3 separate regions of the Pan troglodytes genome follow, and regions 2 and 3 are each linked to region 1. Evidence: chromatin contacts called from public HiChIP or PLAC-seq data. All regions are on one chromosome and are shown on one strand. Each heading gives the region's core, a stretch centred on a gene start, on an enhancer-like site or on the middle of the called end of the contact. The rest is flanking DNA. Distances are from core to core; before and after follow the strand shown.

Region 1 (3,338 bases), core at 11-2,510:
GATGAGCACCCTTATCAGAGTTCTTCTAACCATGCATGGAGGGCACTAACAGCAACCCAGTCCACAGCAGGCACTCCATAAAAATAGGTCCCCCTTCCCTTTCATTTATTCGATCTCTGAGATTTGAGCCAGGTTCTGTCCTTGTCACCTTATCAGGCATCTATGGAGTATGATGGCCACCTACTCCAGGGAGTCTCCCTCTATTAAACTGTCCACCTCCCACCTCTCAACTGCTCAATTACCTCTCGGTTTCCACTATAAATTAGCATTGACTGGTGTTTTATGATAAGTACTCACGCTGATTCACTTATTCATTCAAAAAACATTCGCTAACAACCTACTGACGTCAAGTCCCTTACTAAGTGCTGAGCATAGAGAAAGGCATTGCACCCACTCCTTGATCTGAAAGAGGATATATTCTAATGGGAAAATCTGTCCTACTAACAACCTATGTTGGGAAGGAAGGGTGTCTACAATATTCCTATTCAACCTTCAAAACCTGGTTCAATTGCTACGTCCTCCATGAAGCTTTCCTTGACCACCCCAGCAGAAGCACTGCTCCATCTGCTTTGCTCTTCTTGTCACCAAGTCATGCTAATAGTGCCCTTATGGCACTGAGCTGTGATTATCCCTTTAACTGCCCACAGCCCCCTACAAATAGTGAGCTCCTGGGAGAGCAGGGTCCATTGCTGCTTCAGTACAACAACTGATCCACCGCTGAGAAGCAAGGGTTTGTGGGACTGGGAAGTCCAGGGAAATGAGGAACTTGGGGCTCCTATACTGCTGGAACTTGGGGGAATAAAATACTCACAGTTTATCCTCTTCGATGTCATAATCCAAGTCTGCAAACATGGTTCCGAGAGTTGGAGTGGGCTGGCTAACTGCCCAGCTCGGTAGGGGAATGGGGAACTGGATCCGGGAGAGAAAGGAGCATAGGATTTAGAGAACCCAAGTGCCTAAATGCCAACGCCACCCCTCCCTCCACCACCCTCATACGGGACAGCAGTGCCCTCCTCTTCCCCTCTGGAGTGGGATGGGACAGTCTCCGGGTGGGGGGCTGGGTAGGTGATTCTTACTAGGTACAAAGGGGGACTCCAGGCCAGGGCGATGGGCTCAGATCCCAGAGTCCGCCCCACGCGTCTCCAGGCCCTGGGGAGCTGCCTCTGTCGCTCACCGGAAGCGTTGGTCCCACAGCCGGGTCCCGGCCAGGCTGGTACCTGAACCCACCTGCCGTTCCACCTGGCGGTGGCCGCGATTGTTACGTCACTTCCGGCAAGACGCGGAAGTCCCGCCTTTCCCCCCCCACTGGATATTTGCTCCAATCCCTGAAGACAATCCTTCCCTTCCCGGCTCCCGGGACGCTCGGAGCCAAGAACGAGAACAAGTATTGGCGGAAGCTCGCCGTTAGTAGGAACAAGCGAAAACAGAGGAACGGTCTGGACAGGCTGACAGCGTCTAACACCGCCCTTTGCCCTGCCGCCGCCGCCATCTTGGGAAGGGCAGGATTTGTCCCAGCTTCCTCAGCTGCACTCAGGGGCCCCGCGCCGGCCCTGAGGTTGCCATGGCAACGAAAGCATCCCTGAGCCGGGGTTACCTCCGGCGAGGCTCAGTGGACTATAAACCCCAAGACATCATGCCCTTTCACCCCTTCACCACCTGTACCTGTGACTCCCCTACTAGAATGGCCCTTTGAGGTCCCAGCCCATCCCAGTTTCGCCAACTTAAGTGCCAAAGAGCGGGGAGTGATTTTGCGCGGGGCCACACACAGTTGGTGTAAGATCTGGATCGTGGCCCTGAAACTCCCGCCGCCTAGTCTAGGGATCTTTGAACGTCCAAACACTAAACAGAGAGCCAGGAAAGGTGTATTCAGTGGGTCTTGCTATTAAGGACAGACTGGACATGCTCCCTTCCCTTTATATGCCTCAGTTTCCCCATATGTAAACCAAGGCCATTGAGGTAAATGCTTTCTATGGTATATGGTGAAAGGTTTCTCACACCTCCTCCTCCTTCCTTAGTCCTGAGGAGCAGCCCCCCTGGGGTCCCAGGGAGGGTCACGGTCCGCATGTACCTGAGGCTCGGGAAATGCTATCAGTGCTCCCCAGAGTCCGAATCTTGTCTCCTCGCCAGCCTCTGCTGCCACTGCTATTGTGTAAAGTGGGTTCCCTGGGGGAGGTTGGCTCTCCCAGAGCCACAGCCAGGCATCCACCTCATCCGGCAGCATGGGGCCAGGCCCATCCAGCTTGCTTCCCCAGCTGCCCCAGGAGCCATGGAAGAAAGATACAGAAGGATGATTATCCACATATCCCACGGCCGGTGGAAGCCCCACCCTACTCTCTCCTTAGGTGGCTAATTGAGTCCGGACAGATGTGCAGAATGCCGTGACAACAGCCTTCCCACGTGTCCACTGCTCTCCTGTCAGATCACTTTCACAGGATTTGAAAGCTCACCACCACCCTGTGAGAGAAGACCAAGTCTTGCCAGCCACATTGTGCAGGCAAGGAAACGGAGGCCCTGGGAAGCCTCTTCCTCTGGCATCATAGCGGCAGGGCTAGGGCTGGGAAGACCAAGCTCTGTTTCCAGGCCAGAATTTTGATTTCAAAAAGCAGCAGTCTAAGGCCAGGTGCAGTGGCGCACACCTGTAATTCCAGCTATTTGGGAGCCTGAGGCAGGAGAATCGCTTGAAAATGGGAGAGGGAGGTTGTAGTGAGCCGAGATCAGGCCATTGCACTCCAGCCTGGGCGACAGAGAGAGACTCCGTTTCAAAAAACAAACAAACAAACAAAAAAAGGCAGCAGTCTCCAAACCCAGGTGCCTTAACATGGATTGTGTCTCTTCCAGCCCATGACCATGCTAGCTCAGGCCCAGGCTCTGCCATTTTGTAGCTGGGAGATCTTGGGTGAGTCACTGTCTCACTCTGAGCCTCAAGTATGTGTAGAATGGGGAAATGACACCTGCCACCAGGTATTTGTGAAAGTCAAGATTAAAAGGAGAGGCTGGGCGCGGTGGCTCACGCCTGTAATCCCAGCACTTTGGGAGGCTGAGGAGTGTGGATCATGAGATCAGGAGTTGGTATAAGATCTAGATCATATATCTGGACCAGCCTGGCCAACATGGTGAAACCCTGTCTCTACTAAAAATGCAAAAATTAGCCAGGCATGGTGGTATGCACCTGTAATCCCAGCTACTCAGGAGACTGAGGCAGGAGAATCGCTTGGACCCGGATGGCGGAGATTGCAGTGAACCGAGATCGCGCCATTGCATGCCAGCCTGGGTGACAGAGCCAGACTCCATCTCAAAAACAAAAGATTAAAAGGAGAAACAGGTGTGAGTGCTTTGTA
Region 2 (3,217 bases), core at 347-2,846, 390 kb before region 1:
TCTCTCCCTCTTTGTAATGGGGCTAGTCGGTGATGGCCAGACTCCCAGGGAAGTTTTGCTGGCTGTCTAACTGCAGGTGTTCTCTCGTCCTACCACCCTGGAAGGAGGAGCACTTTCCCTCTTGTCTCCTCGGAGGGCTAGAGTGACGTGGCAGGATGTCAGGAAGTAGCTGGCTAGACAGGTGCTGTGGGTGCTGGGGGTTCCCTGACACCCCAGAGTGTGGGGCCCAGGCCTGACAGCTTGGGGTAATGGAGAACGACAGAGAACAAGAGACTAGGGTTTGGCCTGGCTTTGTCATCTCTGGGTGACCTTGGCCGAGTTTCTGACCCTCTCTGGTACCCAGTCTCGCCATCTGTAAAATGGGGCAGTGGTGACTGACTGATCGTGAGGGTCCCTCCAATAGGGCCCCCTCAGACTCCCAGAGTGAGGTGCTTCGGGTCCTTGACCGGCGGTACTTTGGGAGAGTACGAGGACCGCTAAGGAGAGGGGCCGGACTCCGTGGGACCCCAGAGGGACCAGCTCCCACCCACCCCCTTCCCGGCTCGAAGGAACCCTCTCCACCTGCCCCCTGGGGGGGGGGGGGGGGGGGCACAAAACCCGGGAGCGGATCCAGGAACGGGTTCTGGGAGGAGCGCTCCTGGGGCGAGGAGGAAAACCCGGGCAGGATCCAGGGCAGGAGCGGGGCCAGCAGCCCCCCGCCCCAGCCCCTGCTCCGCGCCGCGGGCCCCGCGGGAGGGGGCTTGAGGCCGGGTTAGGCCGAGGGGCGGGCAGGGCGGGGTCCCGCGGGCAGCCGGGGTTCCCGGGCTGGGGGGCGCGCGGCCTCCGCAGTGGGGCGCGGGTCACGTGTGAGGAGGGGCGAAAGTCTCGCAAAGCGGGGCGGCGTGCCGCGAGTTGGGAGTTCTCGGCGCGCCGCGGGCGGCGGGAGCTCGGGCTCCCGGGCGAGCCTGGGACGCGGCCGAGGCGGGGGCCGGGGTCCGAGACAGAGGGGGCCGCACGGAGAGTGGGAGGGGGAGAGACAGAGAAGGACAGAGGCCGCGAGGGAGACGGACAGAGACGCGCAGGGGAGAGAGGCAGCGCGGGCAGAGGGAGGCGGGGGGAGGCCGGCGGGGGGAGGCCGGCGGGCGACCGCGACGGAGACGGAGACCCCGCGGGCAGAGGGCGAGCGGGGCCGCAGGAGGCAGGGAGGCCGGGAGAGGGACCGGGACGCGAGCGCGGCGGAGACCCCGGCGGCAGGAGAGAGACGCGAGAGCGGTTGGGGAGGTGGCGACAGAGCCCGGCCGGCGGGGGCGGGGAGGGCGACCCCAGGCCGGGAGGCCGAGGGGTCGCGGGGCCAGGGCCGAGCGCAGCGGGGCCGGGAGCGGAGCGCAGGGCCGGGGGCAGAGCGCGCGAGCAGGAGCGGGTGACAGCGAGGGAGCCGGGCGCAGCGGGGGACGGCGGCGGGGAGGGCGCCTGCAGCGGGGGTGGGGGGCGCGGGCGGCGGGGCGCCCCGGGCCCCCGGACCCCCGCGCTGTGAGCCCGGCCGGGCCCGACGATGCTGACGCCGAGGCGGCGCCGAGGGCGCGGCGCGGGGCAGCGCTGAAAGTTGGGCGGCCCGCGGGGAGCGGCGCGGGACGGCCGGGACGCGCGGAGACCCCAAGACCCACGCGCAGACCGAGCGGCAGCCGGGGAGGGGAGCGCGGGCCGGCCCGCCGAGTTCGCGGGCAGGGGGCGCCGGGACTCCCCTCTCCGCGCCCGGGACGCCGCCCGCCGGATCGCGCCTTGGGATGTAGCGCCCGCTCGCCGCCTCCCGGACTCTCGTCGGACCCTCCGCCCAGCGGTAAGCCGCGCTCGCCCACCCCGGGCGCTGTCCGTCAGTTTGTCCCGCCGCGTGCGTGTCTGTGTGTCCCGGGCCCGCCGCTCCGGCCCCGCCCGCTGCGCACCTGATCCGGAGCCGGGTCCCGGCTGCCCGGCGCCGCGCGCGCGGTCCCGTGACTCCCCGGGAGCGGGCGGGCTCCACGGGCGGGCTCTGTCCCTCTGTCCGTCTGGGAGCGTCGCGGTCTGGGTTGTGGCCTGGAAAGGGGGAGAGAGGTGGGTGGAAGGGGTCTTGACCTCCTGCCCCAGCCATGACCTTTCCCTGCCTCCACCCACCCCAGTTGTCATGCCGGGAGCTTCACGGCAGGTGACTTGTGGCAAGGTGGGGGATGCCGCCTTTCCGCCTCCCCAGCTGCATCCTCGTTGCAAATGGCCCTGTGATCTGAAGAACGAAATCCCACTTCCCATGTTTTGAGCACCTACTTTGCGCCACACAACCCCAGGGCGCAGGGGCAGGGATTGGTAGAGGAGGCACTGCACGTTCACAGTGATAGAAACAGGCTGGGGAGGGAGGCAGAGGCTGCTTTTTCCTCCGCGTGTAGGGAGCACCCCAAGGCAAGAGAGGTCTCAATGAGCCTCCCGCAGGGAGAACTTCCCCTGCAACCTGCCAAATGTCCCCCCACCAGTGTCAGCCTCCCTGTCCCCTACCCACATTTCTGCCCCCAGTGTCCCTGCTTCAGGATGGACAGGATGCAGGGAGTTGGGAGGTGGCAAGCTGGGTGGGGTGGAGCGGAGGGCTAGAGGCAGGGCAGCCTGGCCAGCTGACAGAGCAGGGCCTCAAGAGCAGTAGAATGTTCAGCAGCAGGTTTGGGGGAAGTGGGGAACTCAGGGAGGGAGGCCCAGAGAAGGGTTGGAGCCGTGTGTGTGTGTGTTCTCCCCCACATCCAGTCCCATGACCTCCATGGCTTCAGGCCTTTTGGGGGCAGTTAGCAGGACTTTAGGGGCCCAAGAGCCTCGCTGTGGCCCTGGCTTGGCCTGTGCTGAGGGGAGCAAAAGGTGGACCAGGGCAGCTGGGGTAAGAGATGGGTGCAGCATGGTGGGAACAGAGACTGTTGGCCACTGAGCTGACCCATATCCCGACTGGAGTTGGAAGGGCTGAGCCTAGAACATTCCACTCCATTCTCATTGGGAGGAGGGACTCTTTCTGGGGTGTTCCACACTGGGCAGTGGGTCTCATATGTCCTCCATTCAGCCTCCCAGAAATTAGCTCAGCTGGCTGGGAGAGCAGCCCCCTGGGCTGGTCACTCTCCTCCCAACCGTCAGCTTCCACGTCTGTGGCATGGGGACGTCACTCCCTGCCCCAGTGACCTCCAAGGCGGGTCCTGGGCTCAATGAGCAGAGGGCTGTTCACAGGCTGGGGAAAGCG
Region 3 (3,371 bases), core at 449-2,948, 510 kb before region 1:
TAAAGTGTGGTTCCAATTTTATTTTTCTTCCAGATGGTTACCTAGTTGTTCTAACACTATTCACTGAATTCATCATTTCTCCACTGATGTGAAATGCCACCTTCATGATATTCAGAGTTTTTGTATGATATGAAAGACAATTTTTTTGGTTCCGATTTTAGTGGAAAGTCTTCATGTGCACTTTTTAACTGTCCCAGAGTTTGTTATTGTTTTAAATATTTTAAAAGTTGTCTCTAACCATCGATATGATACCCAAATAAGATTTTTCTCCTCCCTTCATGAATCTGTCATTACCCAGCTCATTTTAGTTTTTTTAAGTGTACTGCACACAACCTTCAAATATTATGAACATTTCTCTCTCCCAGCTGTCACTACACCAAACTACATATGTTATATTTCCCTAAATCATCTTGCTGTGCTCTTTGCAGCTCTTCTGTAGACTGTTGATGTCTTCACCTAACGAGTTGCTCAAAAGTTCCCATAATTATTTAGGTGAGGCCTCAGAGCGAAAGCCTTTCACCACTATCCAGTTCCTCCCCCAAATGGGCATTCATCTCCATATAACAAGGACGACTGTGTTTGGGGGAAAATAACAGATTTGGAAGCACAATGGCAGTTATTTGTTGGCTCTTAAAACAATCCACCTGTTGGGGGGGTGCGTCCTACACAAAATGCCAACTGCTATTGTGGGAATGTTTTGCTATTTATTCCACCAAAATGATTCAGACAGAAGAAACAAAAAGGATCGCCCTGTACTAGGTCTTGAACCCAAAGAACTGTTTGCACAGAGATTCATCCAAGATACATCACAGCCTCCACCTCGGCAGCTGCTCTCTCAAATGTTTCCTGACTCTCCCCAAGTCAGTCTCCGCGTGAGGGGAGGAGGAGGATGCTGCCAGCGATGGCGCTGCTGGCACGAAGGCTGGCCTGCGACTTCTATTTAAAAGCTGAACCAAAATATACTTGGCGTCTGTGGTCTATTTAAAACTTCAAGTTAAGACAGAGAAAAAATTACTCTCCATCCTGAATGGGCCTCGGGTGTCTCAATCACAGACAAGAGTGGCAAATGGTGAGAGTCAGAAAGTGGGAAATTAGGAACGCTGAGGGAGCACGGCCAAACTCTGAAGCCAGCATGAAAACCTGGAGGTGAAAAGTGAAGCCATGGGCAGCGGGGGCGGGGGGAAACGGGCCCGGATTCGACCTTCTAACCCAAGGCTCCATCTGCGACCCTCGCGACCAAGACCTATCGCCAAAGTCAGTCACCTCTGCTCATCGCCCCTCCCCCGACTGAAGGCTACCTCCTCAGAACCTCGCCTCAGGGTCTTCTCCCGGACTTTAGCGAGGTGCTCAGCTCGAGGGACGCCCCAGCTCAACGGTCTCCCTTCAAGGCCCCGCTCCTCAGCGCGCTCCCTCCACAGCGCCCCTCCCTCCCTCCCTCCCGCCGTCATCCCAGCTCGCCACCCGCTGGAGGCTCCTCTTCGTTTTCCGTCCCTCAGCCCTCGCCCCGCCCCCTCGCCCTGAGCCCCCTCCAGGCCACGCCCTCTGGTCCCCCCACCTGTGAGCCCGCTCGTTCCCCGCCCTTCGGTCTTCGCCCCGCCCCCATTGCTCCCCGCCCCTCGTCGCCCACTGTAGGCCTGCTCCCTCCCCGCCCTTCCACCCTCACCCTGCGCCCCGCCCCGGCCCCTTGGTCCTCGCCCCGCCCTCCTCGTTTGGCGCCAAACCCTGTGGTCAACGGCGCGCGGGTCTCCAGGCTCCGTGTTCTAGGCCGGAGTTAGAATCCTGTCAGCTGAGGAGGTCGGGCGGGGCAGAGGGGCTTCACCTTGAAAATCTCGGGGAGACTGTGGGTACGAGGGGGGTAAGTGGCAAAAACGGACAGCGTGCGAAGACTCTGAGGGGACGCTCGTTTTGAGAAGGCGCGCTTCCCTTTCTCGCTCCTTTTTTGGGGTCCCTGGGCTAGTGACTTTGAGCGTTCCGCTCCGACCCTTGGGGAGGAATTTTAGTGATCTTGAGGGATTTCCAACCTCATTTTCAATCGAATCGGACCTGAGTCTAGGAGAGCCCGCCTCATCCTCCTGACCAGGGAATCCGGTGTCAGGAAAATGTCCGGCGGCCGCAGGGGGTCTGCCCAGGCCTCCTGCTGAGGGAGGCGTCGAGGGCGACCCGACCGCGCTGCTGCCCCCACCAGAGGGGACAGCTGGGTCGTCTTAAACCGGGGGATTGGGGAGCCCTACTTTCAATCCAACGGTTCAGTCTATCAACGGCTCCTTGAGAGATGGGGGACAATCTTTTCATTTCATCACGGGGAGAAGAAATGAATGCTGTTTTTCTCTTCGATGGGGACAGTAAATGTGGAATTGGGGTACTCATAGCTAGCCATCTGAAGGACAGTGTCCCCGAAGATCCCATCCGAACGGTCTCGGTTGCCTTCCATCCTTTGCCGTTTGAGGTGCTGGGTGGTAGGACCCTGCTCCTGCCTTAGTATTAATAGTTCGTTCCCTTTGTTCTAGGGTCCAACCCCTGACTTTGGTATCAAATGAGGAAATGGAATCGGCCAAGAAAAATGATTATTTGGACCGCATTTTATTGTAATAAATAAACACAATCACGCCTTGTGGATTCCTGAGATTTCTTTTGAGTCTACAATGTTAAAAACTTTAACTGCTTATCAGCCTTAATAGAATATTATGATCCACCAATTTTTTTTTTTTTTTTTCAGACGGAGTCTCGCACTGTCGCCCAGGCTGGAGTGCAGTGGCGCGATCTCGGCTCACTGCAACCTCCGCCTCCCAGGTTCAAGCGATTCTCCTGCCTCAGCCTCCCAAGTAGGTGGGATTACAGGCGCCCACCACCACGCCCGGCTAATTTTTTTGTATTTTTAGTAGAGACGGGGATTGGCCAGGCTGGTCTCGAACTCCTGACCTCGTGATCTGCCTGTCTCGGCCTCCCAAAGTGCTGGGATTACAGGCATGAGCCGCCGCACCCGGCCCACCATATTTTTAAATCTTAAAAAAATCATGAAACTAGTAAATACTGTGAAAGAAAGTATAGCTAATGTTCTATGAAACAAAAAGGTGGATGTTACAGGAGTACCCATTCATAATCAGCAGGCAGGAAGGCATTCATCATAGATGAGAAAAATAGAATCCATTTATTGAGGACAAAGTTGGAGGTGTCAGGGAGGACACAAGGAAGAATGATATAATGTCAAGGTTCCTAGAGTATTGTTGTTAAACATAAACAAGAAAGGTTAAAAGCAATATGCAATTCTAAATAACATTCAAGGCAGTAATAAAGTCGTGATTAGCTGTGCAATGGAAACCAGATGATAAGTGATCACTGTTGGGGAAAGAGAAGAAACTAAATAACCACCC

What was found. HiChIP or PLAC-seq counts read pairs in DNA pulled down with a chosen protein or histone mark.
Region 2: a contact with region 1 is called in an H3K4me3 HiChIP or PLAC-seq map of stem cell-derived excitatory neurons, with 5 times the contacts expected there. The contact joins the promoter of KCNJ4 here to the promoter of PICK1 in region 1. A contact is called at or near these places in 1 of 7 Hi-C or Micro-C datasets (stem cell-derived neural progenitor cells) and 1 of 1 datasets of contacts at active chromatin or transcription factors (stem cell-derived excitatory neurons).
Region 3: an H3K4me3 HiChIP or PLAC-seq map of stem cell-derived excitatory neurons shows a contact between it and region 1, with 12 times the contacts expected there. The contact joins the promoter of DMC1 here to the promoter of PICK1 in region 1. A contact is called at or near these places in 1 of 7 Hi-C or Micro-C datasets (stem cell-derived neural progenitor cells) and 1 of 1 datasets of contacts at active chromatin or transcription factors (stem cell-derived excitatory neurons).

The regions. Positions count from the first base shown.
Region 1 is chr23:40,064,895-40,068,232 of NHGRI_mPanTro3-v2.0_pri, reverse strand. It overlaps PICK1 (protein interacting with PRKCA 1), which reads right to left and starts at 1,260. Exons shown (of 13, transcript NM_001280533.1): 1 at 1,228-1,260; 2 at 812-909. The coding sequence starts at 852.
Region 2 is chr23:40,459,226-40,462,442 of NHGRI_mPanTro3-v2.0_pri, reverse strand. KCNJ4 (potassium inwardly rectifying channel subfamily J member 4) reads left to right here and starts at 1,596. Exons shown (of 2, transcript XM_016939173.2): 1 at 1,596-1,816.
Region 3 is chr23:40,574,487-40,577,857 of NHGRI_mPanTro3-v2.0_pri, reverse strand. It overlaps DMC1 (DNA meiotic recombinase 1), which reads left to right and starts at 1,698. Exons shown (of 14, transcript XM_009438404.5): 1 at 1,698-1,794.